Regions from separate parts of the Mus musculus genome. Here region 1 is linked to region 2. Evidence: chromatin contacts called from public HiChIP or PLAC-seq data. All regions are on one chromosome and are shown on one strand. Each heading gives the region's core, a stretch centred on a gene start, on an enhancer-like site or on the middle of the called end of the contact. The rest is flanking DNA. Distances are from core to core; before and after follow the strand shown.

Region 1 (6,745 bases), core at 2,680-5,179, 210 kb before region 2:
ATATAGTATTCTATTGTAGTATCATCTGGTTATGAATGTATTAACTATTTACTTATTAATATATATTTAATATCTATTATGCATTATTTTTTGAACTAATATTACATGAACATTTATTAATCAATGTTATATTTATATATTTAATTCGTGTTATTTTTACATATATATATTAAATATGTGTTGACTCCTTTCAGTGTGAACCCATCATAAATATATTTTACATAATTTTCGTATCCTATTTGTCTGTTTGTGTGTGTTCAAGTGAATTTCAAATGAGTTGGTAATTATCTAATCCTATCTTTGTTGTAGCATGTAGGGAAAGGCAATGTCAGGCCTCTATGAAATTGGTTCAGTGACTTTCAGAGTGAGTGTCTATTTCTTCACGGCTTCCAACAATGACACAGAGTTCCTGCTGACTACTTCAATGCTGAAAGTATTGAAAGTGGTTACACTGGCCATTATCATTAGGAATTTAAATGTATGTGTAGGTACAGAGACAGTCATCTTGCGGTATTTCATTTGCTTTTGTTCTCCTAACCATAAACACCATTGCCCTTGCATTTGTATGCTTATATGCCATGGCATTGAATCTTTCCTTGGAAAGTTTACTTCTTAGTCGTCTACTTCCTTATTTTTGAGTTTCGAGGACTGGTTGTTTATTTCACTTGAAAATTCCTTCACAGATTTTATTTTCTCTTGTAGGTAATCTTTTCATTCTTTTAACAAACATTTGCCTCAACATACGTTTTACATTTTAATAGAGCCTAAAGTCTAATCTTAATTTCACTGAAACTCTTTCAATGTTTTATCTAGGAACTCATCCCCATGCCCAGATCATTCATAAGTTTTGGGTTAAATCGAGAGAGCTTTTATATCTGATTCCCCACAATGGGTTGTGTTTAAAGTTTAAGATCATTTTAGATTTCTGTGGAGGATGAACTGTAAATAGTATATGATAAAACATAGCTAGCAACTCATCAATTCACAATGGAACTTCTAAAAGTAATTGAGGAGGTAAGAAATGAACTAAATCTAACATGATTGAACCCTGCTTCTAAAACCCTTGGGAAGTTCTTTCCATAGCTGGGCATGGACAGAATATTTTGAAAGATGAAATCTCACTGAATTTGCACATGTGGATTTTATGTCATTTCCTCACTTAGTAAACATTCTTATAAATCAAAAGAAGATAAAAAAAAACAATTAGGCTTCAACATAAATGTATCTGTTTTGAATATTTTTACTGTAACTGTTAAACTGTATAAAATATACAAAAGTATAATCAGTGATAAATATCCAAAGGAGACATAGTTAAAAACACTACTAGGAAGCCATTTTGGAAGCTGCTTTCATATGCATTAGAGCCTGTGCAAAAGGAAATTAACTGACAGAATTAGGAGCTGAAAGATGCACAAGATTTACAAGCATTTACTGCACAATCATGACGACTAGAGTTTGAGTTTCAGCACCTAAGTAACTAATCAGATACCCGCAGCTCCAGGTCAGAGGGATATAACATATTTTGATGTCTTCTTCATGTACACCCACGAGCATGCCTGGAGTATGTTTGATATGCCTGGTATCACCAATTTTCTCTCTCCTAGCTCCTGCAGACATCATTTGCAAAAAGCTTCATATCATGGTGTGTCGATATTGCCATCATTTGATTTATATGCTACCCTAGATTCTTAGTGTTATCCATCCTCTATATTTTTAATTATTTAAGATGTTTTATGAGACTATTTCAATTGATAACTCTGCATGGGATTTTTTTTAATCTATGCATGTGTGAGCATCTGATGTACATGTTTGTCATACTTTCTTCACAGTAGTAAATTCTCAGAGACAGAAAAACCCTCTTTAGAAAGGAAAACTCACAAATTTGGAAGCACTGCTGAGAAAAACAGGGAGCTTCATCTTGTTCAAGTTCATTTAGACAACAGCATGTTGGCAGTAAACTGCTGTGAATGCTTATTGAAAATGCAAGGATGAAAGGAACTTGATATTAAGCCACAACTCAATATAAAGATTTCAATGGCACAGACAGGAAGAAGAGGCCTAGGCGTGATGTCAGTAAATTCTAGTTTAGTCAGTATTTGTCAAGATAGCTTGACTTTTTTTTGACAATAGAAAACTCAATATTACATTGGTGTTGTTGCTTGGAACTCTTATTAGATCAGTAAAAATGTGTGTTCAAATAATAAACAATATATGGGAAAGTACACTTTTGATAAAAAAAAAACCTGTGGCCACTCATTTATGAATTTCAACAAGTAATAGGAACGAATTTGAAGCAGAAAAGGCAGTAGATTCAGTGGGAAGGAAATGTGAAACTGTCCTGTGTACTCAGTCATAAGCAATCCAATTCAGTAATGTTTAGAATGTAAGTGATGCCACCGCATATTAAAAAAAATCTGATAATGCTTTACAAATACACATCCAAGAGGAGACTTATCTTAATGTGCACGTCAAAGGATGCACTAAGAGTTCTTAAACATAACTAAAGGACTCTTCTTTTAAGAACGTAATAATGTTAATTAAAAATTAATAACCTTGTGTTTCACCTGCCCATCTCTTAGATACTTCTGGAATAGGTCTATTCATTTGTTTCTACACCTTCATCTTGATGCCAATCACATACCATATAAAGACAGACATACTGCTAAAATAAAAGAAAGTCAACATAGTCAAAAACTAAACTATGTCAACCATACCAATGGTATCTTTTAGATTATAGGCCACTGTAATTACAACATGTTCTGCATCATTGTATGATGTTCATGCATCTCTATAGCATCCTTCAACCAAGCTGATGCTCTCCTCGAGATGGGCTCTGTTTTATAACATTGGATATCATCCTCCAACCGAGTTCATGCACTTATGATATATATCATCACAAGAACATATATATATATATATATATATATATATATATATATGATTAAACTTAGTTAATGAACTTGATCAGCTTGGGTTCATCTCTTTCCTAACTCAGTGTTCAGAATCAGTGTTCAGAAACCTGATTGGCATTTTGAAATCCATAATGGAAGAATGTACTCTTATCTTGGAACTCTGCAGATTCAACACATTGATTTATCTTAAGAACATTAGAAACCTACTGTGAAATGTCCTTCGATTATCTTTATGATTATTTTTCAATATTGACCTAAAAGTGATTCTTCATTTTCAGGTCAACTAGATATAACGGGTGAGAACCATATATTAATACTGAATTAAGATCACTCGTTTTTATAGGAAGATGATATATTTTAGAAGTGACCATCACTGTAAACCCCGACACCATTCTTCCAGCAAGAAATTCCCAAACAAGGGAAGATTTTATGTCTGTCACAAGTAATAGAATCCAAGAGATGGATTCATATCATGTGCTCTTCCCTTAACTTGGGCCATTATAAAGTTAGATAATTACAGGATCCATCCTGAGATTCAGAGTCAGATATGCTCTGTGTGTGAAAAGGGTTGAATTCCTGTGAATCTCCACACTTTGTATTTTGTGTATTAAGCTGTCAGGGACTATCTAAATCACTTCCTTTTCTGTCAGTCTGTCTTTGGACAACATCCTTTGAGACACCAACAGCATTCAGCAGTGAGCCCCATCCTCAAAGTCTTAAAATGATATGTAAATCCTGCAATTCATCATGCGCTGTGTAGTACGGGGTTTAATTCTTCCTCCTAGGTCTCAATCTGCTGAAACATTACTCTGATATACAGTACAAAAGCAGTAACAAAGATGTTCATATCAGCCTATTGTGAGATGGTGGCAGGCAGAAAAATCAATGAAGGGATGGGGACAATAGCGGGAGTTTAAACAGGCTGCTGAAATTTGCTAAGACTCAGACAAAGGGCCCATGCTGAAAGGGCGCTGCTGTGGTATTCCGCGGGCCCCATTATGTGGCTGAAACAATCCTCACTCAGAGAGTGGATTTGCATCTGTAATAGAGTTCAGGCTCTGTTTGTGAAAGACTTTCCCTGGGCCTGACCCCGTGTCTCAGGAGCACATTGATACCCGGCACCTCGCCTGTGCCTTGTCCCACACTACAGAGAGCAGCATCATGGGAAAATGCATTCAGTTAAAAGAACGCCAAGGAAGGCAAGAGGAAGGGAGAAAAAAAAATTAAAGGCTCGAGGCAGTTTTGGTGGTACTTAGCAGTGAAAATTACTTTGGCAAATAATAGAACCTACTGCTGGTAATTACTGCTAACAAGCTTCGCCCAGCCCAAATGTGACACTTGGGTTGATGTGAGAAAAGCTGATATAGGCCAAGCTTATTAAGCCTGAATGAAAAGGAACTTTCCTTATGAAAATACAGCAACTTGGGGGCTCTGCAAATCATGTAATCTAGTGTTACCAATTATTCACTAAAACAGAAAAATGGTGCTGCAATATTTAAAATCCGCCTTACATTTTATTCAGCTTCCTTCGCTAATCCCAAGCAACTGTAATCAGGAGCATCTTTGGTTTCCTAAACATGCACTCTTGGTGCCAAACAAAATATTGTGGGGACTTTGTCTGTTCCATGTTAAAGACCACTGGGAGACTTTTTCTTACTTGATAGCCAACAGATAACTTGCAAACATTTTCTCCCCGTGGAAGACTTTCATTCATCAATCAAATATTTGTTTATATAAAAACCACGGGTTATTCAGGTTGTCTCTTCCATGACTTATTAATGATAATAATTTCAAATTAAATGTTCTCTGGTTTGACACAATAATATCAGTTTCATCGACTTGAAATTTTTAGAGTACCATGAGAAGGTGATCATATGCAATTTTGGTCTAGGTTGACTGATAAGATGTGGACCTGCCATAGACTTTGACTGATACGCTATGTGTCATATTTATACGAAAGAGATACTACATTTTGAGAGAAAACTTACAAGTCCTGAGTTACAACAAATAGAAAAATTAAAGAAGTCTCAAAAATGTATGTCATTTATTACTTTATGTGCTACCTAAAAAAGGACCCTATTCTTCCCAACATAGGACACAAGCAATAGGTAAAGTAGAAATGTTTCATGTGTGTAGCAATAATTCCATGAAAATAAATTCAGTGTCTTGAATCCAGCTCTGTGATAGTTATCTGATACATCCATAATCTTCACATACTCTCATAGTTTTAAATTTTATAGCAGAAACTAAGATGCAGATAATCCTTTAACTATGTAGCAAATTACAAGTATTTTACATGCAGAAACATTAAAATCACTGACATAGAAAACATGGACACTTTTGGCCTAATAGTGTGCACCTGTAACAATGTTTAAAAATGATGTTTCTACTTAATCTTTGAGAATTTCATATACTGTGTTTTGATCACATTTATTCCCCTTCCTCCGACTCCTCCCAGATTTTCCCTACCTGCCTGTCCACTCAGCACCTCCTAACCTCCTCTCTTTGTCTATTTAAAAAAATCCGTTGAGTCCAGTTTGTGTCACGTGACTACTTCTAGACGTAGGATGTGCCATGGGGTTTGGCTGGTATCCCATGCATCACTCCATGCAAGAAAACTGACTTCCTCTCCCTCAATAGCAACCAAACGCCAGTGCTTCCTCATCTCCAGTTGGGACGTCCTTTCTCTCTCTTTTCCTTCCCATTAGGATTTTGTCTGACTTGATCTTGTGCAGGTTTTGTCCGTGTTGCAAATTGTGAACATTTCTAACTTCTTAACATGGCTTTCACTTCTTAATAACACCATGAGTGCATGCTTACGTGCATTAGTTTTATATCTTCATAAATCTGATTTTCTATAACATAGTTCCATTGGGCACAAAGAAATATTAAGACATGTTATACAACACTACCAGTTTAATAAAATTCTATAGATATTTTCTACATTTTGTAAAAATAATCTTAAAGGTCTTTGATTTGGTAAAGATAATCTTAAAAAATGAATATAAAATTTTTATAAAGGCAGTAAAGCCAAAAAGTCACATAATTTTCTATAGGTTCATTTTAAAATATACATGTTTACCTATAATGTACAATGTCATTTGTAGATGAAATATTTTTTTATTGTATCTGAAGAATTAGGATTACAAAGCAATATAACAATTCACTTTGCAATTGGGACAGAAGAGGTAAAGTTTGAAAGCTCCATGCACAGATTACAGAATATTTCCTCTTCCTGGATCAAGAGTACATCATGTATGAGCTAAATAGCCAGTAAATTAAAGTTGTGTATAATAAAACTGAGATTAACTCTGGATTATTAAAAAAATACACTCATTATTTACTAGTTATGCTTAGATTAAATTAGCTATTCTGTAATAATTATTTGCTATTCTATTTACATGCTGATGCAAAGACTTGTTTTCTTTTACTAAGATGTATGTTTAATTTATGATATTTTATGGCTCTAGTTCCTTTTAAATCATTCTATATACTGAGTACTCATTGGCCTTGTGGATAAATTTGGTCAAAAAGTTTCTTATTTTCATTAAATATTGTAAACAAAGAATCAACTTTTAAGACTGTTCCCCACTACGTGAGAGCAAATATAAGTGTAATATCTTTAAAAGTAAAATAAGATTGTGGATGTAAAAATATATATATATGCGTGCTTCTAATGTGGTATTTCACAGGAAATATAAAACTAATATGCAAAAAAGGGAGAGAAGAAATGAGGCAGAGACAGAAGCCCTAGGCTTAGAAGGAACCGAGGTGAATAACAGCTGGTAGATACATGCACAAGTGTGGCTGAGAGCTGTGGAGAAGGAGTGCAT
Region 2 (7,124 bases), core at 4,247-6,746:
CCTGGAGTCTGCATCTCTCTTGACTCCTCTGACTCACTCTCCTTACCATTCCTTTATGATATACATTCCGGTTTACCATAATAAATTCAGCCTCCTTTAGCATTTTGAATAATTTTATTTTATCAGAATTCAATTCAGGAGCCTCATTTCCTCTCACTGTATATGATCTTCTGGGGAAATTAAATTTCTGTCTTGAAATTAAGCTACTTATAATTACCACTCACCTCCTAAGCTTCAGTTCATGCTCTTACTTCCCTCAGAACTTCTGGCTCGATCTTAACGTGTCCTAAACCGAACCCAGCGTTCCCAATACTTCTGCTTTCCCATCAGTTCACTGCAGCACTGGCCGGGTAACCACATAACATGACTTCTCCGGCCTCTCCTTCTAGTCACTGATTTACTGAGATCCAACTTGCAGAATTTGTACTTAACATTCCTACCACCACCAACATCAACAATGGTGCCACTCAGCAATACTGTTACAAGGTGTGCGTTGGAAGGAAATAAATCTCCATGCCAAAAAGATACCTGCATGCTCATGCTTATTCTCAGTAGCCAAGACATAGACTCAACTGAGATGTCATGTAATGAATGAGTGCATTTTAAAAAATGTGTTAGATACCCATAATAGGATAATATTTAAATCCAAAACGACTGAAATCGCGTTGTTTGTGATGATGTGGACAGAAAAAGAAAGCATTCTGCTAAGTGAAATGAGACAGGAACAGAAATGCAGCACCGCAGATTGTTACCCTTTTGTGGAAACAAGAAGGTTATTGCATAGAAGTAGAAAGTAAGGAGGCTGGCATAGGAGGCAGTAATAGGGCAGAATGAGAAGGAATATAAGGGGAACCGGAAGACCTAAGGGTGAAGGGATTCTAATATACAACATTACCAAGTTCAGTGCATGGAGCTAATTGTCTCTTTCAAGATAACCAGAGAAGGGAGTGAACATTTCCAACACAGAACTGATGATATATGAAAAGATAGAAATTATAAGTGGCATATATTGATGGCTGAATATAATATTGTAGTCCACAATACTTGTGTGCATGTTTGTTTGTGTGTGTGTGCACCTGTGTGTCTATGTGTGTGTGCACCTGTGTGAGTCTGTGTGTGTGTGTTTGCATATGTGTTTTTATGTGTGTGAATGTGTGTGTGCACATGTATGTGCATGTCTGTGTCTCTGTGTTTGTGCGAACTCTAAGAGCAAATGAAATATTTAAGATCGTTAAAACATGAAAAGAGATGAGATGTGTGTCTGTACAATGTTACAAGTGTCAAGACAAGTAAAAAAGCAGTACCAGCCCTGGAATCAGAATGCAACCAACCCAGAATTTCTCAACTGTCCATCTGTTAGGCTATGAGTCCTCGGCCAATCGGAGTCACCGTACTCAGAATCATTCTTCAGATATCCTGAGAAGAGGAGGCCAGTAATCAGAGGACAGCTGTGACATTGGCCACAGTTGCAGAGTGCAGGGCAGAGGCAAGGGTTTATCATAGAATTTTCCACAGCCAGTGCTCACTCATTTATCAGGAACTTGCTTGCCTGTGAAAACTTTCAATAGTTTTCTAATGAGTTCATCTCTCCTAGCTCCGTGTTCCCATTTCTGCCAAGAGATGTTAAAGATCGGTATGTGCTACAGCTTTTTCTTCAGCCAACTGGTCTTCCTGACTAACCTTTCCTTCCATGTATATACCTGGCTATCTTTGGAAACGCATAATTGCTAAGACAACAACCCACCTAAGGTCTCTGTCCCCTGATAGTTCATTTCCCTTGACTTGATCTTGGGTTATTCCTACTAGACTTAACATAATGGTCTCCACCATTTTCTCTCCTCAAATCATTTTTTTTTGTGTTCACATAAGAATTTAAAAGGCTACATAGACACCAGGATCTTCCATGTCTTAAAATAAAACTATTGTGAAGTTTTGCCAGCTTTTTTTTTTCTCACTTATGTTGGTGTGGCTTAAAATTCTATTGCTGCTCAGGATCATACAATCTAGACTGCACGTTGGCTAGTGATTTGTTGTTTTTTTTTTATAAAGTGTACTAAAACTTTTTAATATGTCAGACATAAGGATAACATCTTAACCATCATATAACATTTACACTATCCCTAAATGATAGCATATATTGGGGTCAAAATCTCACCAAAAGAGAGCAGACAGTCCAACTGCATGTAGACTGGCTTGAATGAGGAGCTCTACAGGTGACCTACAGTGACAGCTATGTCAACCACAGGAGTGCTGGGGTATTACCTCCTCTCACTATGGCTATTTTTTAAAGTAACATTCTTCCTGTTTTTAAAGTGCAGATTAAGACTTCTATAGTCCAAATCACCCCCACAGTCCTAGGTCCCTAGCATTCTTAGAATCGACACCAGGATCCGTCCATGATGTCCTCTCTCTTCTCTGCTAATCTGACATCAGCTCAGCATCTCTGCTCTAATAACAGAAGTCTGTTTCCTCCAGGAAGCTGGTTGTTCATGGTCACTCTATTTCTGACGCACATTTCAATGATACCCACCATTGCTGCCTTTCCTGGATATAGTTCCACTGCTATCTCTTTCAGGAATGTTCCTCTAACTGCTAAGTTGGGTGGCTAACTCTGCTATTCTTGAAAAAACAAAATGTAGTTTCTTCCCCATCTAGGTCCTCATTCTTTCGGTTAGCTCCTAGTCCTAACCTGTCCTCAGCTTTACTTTATAAATGACTTCCGATGTAACTGTTCTGTATTGGACTTTTTCCTCACTCAGCAGTGGGTTCAGTCAAAAATGTCTGGGTTACAGTGTCCCTTTCAATGAGGATTGTCAGCCCTTCCACACCATGTGACACAGCCCTGGTTTATCCTGGGATGATAATAATTTCCTAAACCTCAGACAGAATCCATTTATTCCTCTGCTTTTGGGTTTGCTCTCTTTAGCCTAGAATAGGTTACGAACACATTGACTTGTGGCAAGGAAATTCTATGCCATTTTCAGTCTACCCCATGGAGAATATTTCCCCAACAGCCACCATCAACTCTGGCTTTCCTCCTGTCCTCTGATGCTATCTCTCTTCCTGACAAAAATACACTGTGTTGCATGCATGTTGGGGTTTTAAAAGTATTTCCCCTCTATTGGACATCACTCTAATTTTGTTTATGCTCCTTCTGTCTACTAACAGTGTCTTCTGAACTCTTGAACTGTTAAATGTTTACCTCTCCTTATATTTCAACACCACTTTTTGGGGAGGACAAGAATCCATTGCAATCATGTCTGTACTTCCAATCTTACTTGCTAGTCTGTCTGTTGACCTGAATTTCTTTTCACATCTATCTAAAATAATCCTGAGATTATAAATCTTTGCAACTTCTTTTTTCTTCCTTCCTTCCTTCCTTCCTTCCTTCCTTCCTTCCTTCCTTCCCCCCCTCTTCCGTCCCTCCTTCCCTTCTTCCTTTCTTTTTCTTTCTTTCCTTCCTTTTACTTATTCATTCCTTCTTTTTATTTTAGAGGCAGGATTTCATGTAGCCCAGGATGTCATATAATTCAGTGTGTAATGAGAAGTTTTTCTTCCTCCATCCTCCAAACGCTGTGTTACACACCCTGCCTATGTAATACTGGGTGTAGAACTCAGGTCCTCATGCAAGCACTCTACCAACTGGGCTACACTCTCAGCTTTGGGACCTCTCTTTTTCTGCTGTCTTTTTGGATTAAGGAGTCTACAACTGAGACATCCTAGATAGCTTACATAGTGTGCCTAGCTCAGGCATTGCTTTAAACTCCATTTCTGCATACTTGTAACATTGTTCAAACATGAACAACCTTTTCACCATCCCAGGTGGTTGTTAGATGTTAGATGTGAAAGAGAAATAATGGGATAGTGAGAGGAAAGGAAGTAATACGTTCATAAAGACCAGCATACCATCATGACCTTTCCAAATGCTTTTAAATTGCAATCTGAAATAAATGTCATTTCTTTCAAACTCTCAGTAAAAAAAAAAAATCATATCCAGCTATGAAGCAATGTAACTGTTGTGGAACTGCAAACATTATGAGGCAATCCCCACTCTCTCCATTTTCTGGTCAACAAACCTTATTTTCAATGGAGTCAGATTTAGCACTGGTGGGCTCTACAGCCTCTGGTGGCCTAATGTGAGAAGGAGTTAGGGAGACAAGTCTCTCGAGGAAGTGTGAACAGAATCAGTCTCTTCCATCTGGCTTCTTCAACCCAACCCATCTTTACCAAACAGTCAACAAAGAGTATCAGAAGCCATTAGCCTAAATTCCAGGGTCATAGAAAGTGGAGTGCTTGTGAAATACACATCTTATTATCAGGACCCTTAAAAACCTACTCCGTCTCCCTTCTCAGGGCTCTAACACTGATCACTGGCGTTAACGTTGTCAACCTAATTTTCCGTTTTGAAGCCGTGTAAGGAAGTCATCTTGCTCCTTTTCAGGATAGGCTGAGATGGATGGGTGGTTGAGAGGGTTGGTGAGGAATCATTTTCTGGGACCTATTTCAAAGATAATTCAAAAGAGATCTTAAAGTAGAAATTGGATAAATTACATGGCTGAAGTAGGTTGCAGTGAGGTTGTTCAGCATGAGACCGTTTGTAACCATCATGCAAAGTAATTTAGCAAGTCCAAGGACATTGTTCTCTAGGAAATACTGGATTTTTCAGCGTTAAAAGAGCAGCCTTCAAATAGTCCCAGATTAGTGGCAGCTGGAAGGCAGAACAGGGAGCTATGAGTTAATCTCCGAGTCTCACAAAACAGGAAAGTTCTAGTGCTAGCTAGTTGTAGGCAGGAGCATTCCTTGTTCAGGACTTTCGATTTATATTGCAAATCCAGCAACCATCCGATGGAATGAGTGGTAGTCTGAAGCTATGGCTTTGGCTAGGATTGTTCCTGTCCTGGGAGGGCAACGGCTATTTGCCAGTGTTCAGAACCTGACTGTGACCTCTCTGTTTCAGCTGAGATTGCTGTATCAAATGCCTTTAACAGCCCCAATACCATGTGGTAGACTGAGCAGTCTACTTTTATCTTGTTGAATCACTAAGAGGACTGTGAACACACAGAACACAGTAAACGGATTAATTGCAATGGTCTTTGTCGTTCTACAATAATTGAATGAACGTCTTCCACTTTTAAAAACAATACTACTTTTTTGAACATTAGTTTCAACTCACAGTACCTCTAATAGGGATCTTTCAGAAATAGGCAACTGATCAAGTATAGCAAACAAATAGCTGCCTTCCCGTGAAAACGGAATGGCTCCCAAGACTCTCCGTCGCTGTCGCTGTCCCAGCACATCTTCTGGCTTTCCTACCCCACCAGCAACACTCTCGACCTCCACCCCTCTGCGTTCTTCCGCAGCTCCGTGGAACGGAGCTGGCTGCCAGCCATGGGGCTGCCCTGCTCTTCTTCAGCGCCCGCTGGCGACGGCACTAGGACCCAGAGAAGTCCCCGAGCGGGGTTCGCAGAAAGGCAGCCAGACTCCTCCTTATCTCCAGTGTCAAACTTGACATCAGACTGCGAGCGGAGCATGGTAACTTCTCCAGCAATCAGAGCGCTCCCCCTCACATCAGTGGTATGCTTCGCGGAGATATGCTCCTCTCACTGCCCGGTGCACCAGCAACATGGATTGTCACCTCTCCATCCTCGTCCTGCTCGGCTGCTGCGTCCTCAGCTGCTCCGGAGAACTGAGCCCACAGCCTTCCAACGAAGGTAAGCCAGGTAACCGCGCCGCTCCCGCCGGAGCGGAGCCCACAGCCCCCGGACGGCGCTGTTCCCTGAGATGCCCAGAAAGCAGTGGCAGCGAAAAGATTGTTTGCCCAGTAGCAATCCCAAAACACTTTTGGGGGATGTCTTGGGATTGTAGAAACCTTTAAAAATAATAATAAATCTGTTTTTAATCTGATAGCGAGCGATTCAAGTGATTACCACATTTACCAATTTGAACCAGAAAGAAAGAAAACCTTCGGTTTCTTTTTTTCTTTTTTTCTTTTTTTAACAACCCAGACTGTTAATTGCCAAATAGCCAAGGCAGTATTTTATTTTCTAATTATGACCATGTGGTTCTTTGAGAAGTTTCAAAGAAAAGGCTAGCCTCTCTTGAGATCCCCGCGGTGTGTTTTAAAGATAATGACAGGTTGCTCCTGCTTACACCCTTTGGCACTTATGAATGGACTGGAGAGAAGGGGGCTCGTTGGACCCGAGGTGTTTGAGTGCGCGCGTGTGTGCATGTGTTTATGTTACAACCGCCTTATTGAAGTGCTGTGGATCCCGCCGGGCGATGCTGTGCTCAGCGATACAGGTTCTCATGGGTAGCATATGCATGCCACATTATTAACAGCAGTGATGGTTCAAGGGATATACAGTGAGCTTAAGTTGGGTTCTTTTGTAAAAAGGCCTTTCATACACATAGAAGGATGCATTTAATGATTGATTGATAATTAGCTCCTGGGTAGATACAGTAAATAACAGACTAGCAAATTAGAAAGAACACTCATGGAAAGCTAACGGCATTTCCTTGATGCTGGATTAATTATTGTCAGTGTAACGGGCATCCTTGCATTCTCAATGGATCAAAGTGTAAACCTAATATTGAGAATATTTGTTTTCGTGGATACTGAGCAGACTCATGATATTTTTTTCAGACTTTTCATTATCTAGTTTTAATGATTTGTGAATACAAACTCTTAAGACAACTTCTCTGAATAATTGATTGCCTTGCAGCAACACTTACAACTTTAATTTCCTCTTAATGATTTTGAACATTGAGAATTGTATCGAGCAAGTTAACAATAGAGGACAGCTGAAGTGCAGGGAGCACAGTAGCTGTACAACACTCACTTAAAAACGTTTTGTAGAGCCAATGTTGTAGACATTATGCTTATGCCCATGTGAAAGAAAAATGTATGTAAACCCATTAGCACAAAGACCGCTTCCCATGTTTGGTGACCCACTTTCACGCTAATGGGACAGTTTAATTTTCTTTCCTTAGTGCCTTGGCTGCCTTTATCAGTCTGACTGGTTTTATTATTTTTTGTTTGCTTTTCAGTAGAGAAGTAGTGGTTTTTTGTTTGTTTGTTTGTTTGTTTTTCTTTTCATCATGAAGATGGGAAAACTGATTTTTTC

What was found. HiChIP or PLAC-seq counts read pairs in DNA pulled down with a chosen protein or histone mark.
Region 1: a contact with region 2 is called in an H3K4me3 HiChIP or PLAC-seq map of embryonic forebrain, with 3 times the contacts expected there. The contact joins the enhancer-like site here to the promoter of Epha3 in region 2. A contact is called at or near these places in 6 of 39 promoter capture datasets (the 3T3-L1 cell line, cranial neural crest, embryonic stem cells and 3 more) and 3 of 115 datasets of contacts at active chromatin or transcription factors (astrocytes, embryonic forebrain and embryonic midbrain).

Annotation. Positions count from the first base shown.
Region 1 is chr16:64,066,460-64,073,204 of GRCm38.p6, reverse strand. No RefSeq gene overlaps it. Among named protein-coding and RNA genes, the nearest start is that of Epha3, 210 kb to the right of the region's middle. Within about 2 kb of position 3,929, at least 47 of the 459 cell types and tissues checked have an H3K27ac peak or open chromatin away from gene starts, as enhancers often do. A contact at or near this core is called in embryonic forebrain, where this site is marked.
Region 2 is chr16:63,862,547-63,869,670 of GRCm38.p6, reverse strand. Epha3 (Eph receptor A3) reads left to right here and starts at 5,496. Exons shown (of 17, transcript NM_010140.4): 1 at 5,496-5,711. The coding sequence starts at 5,624.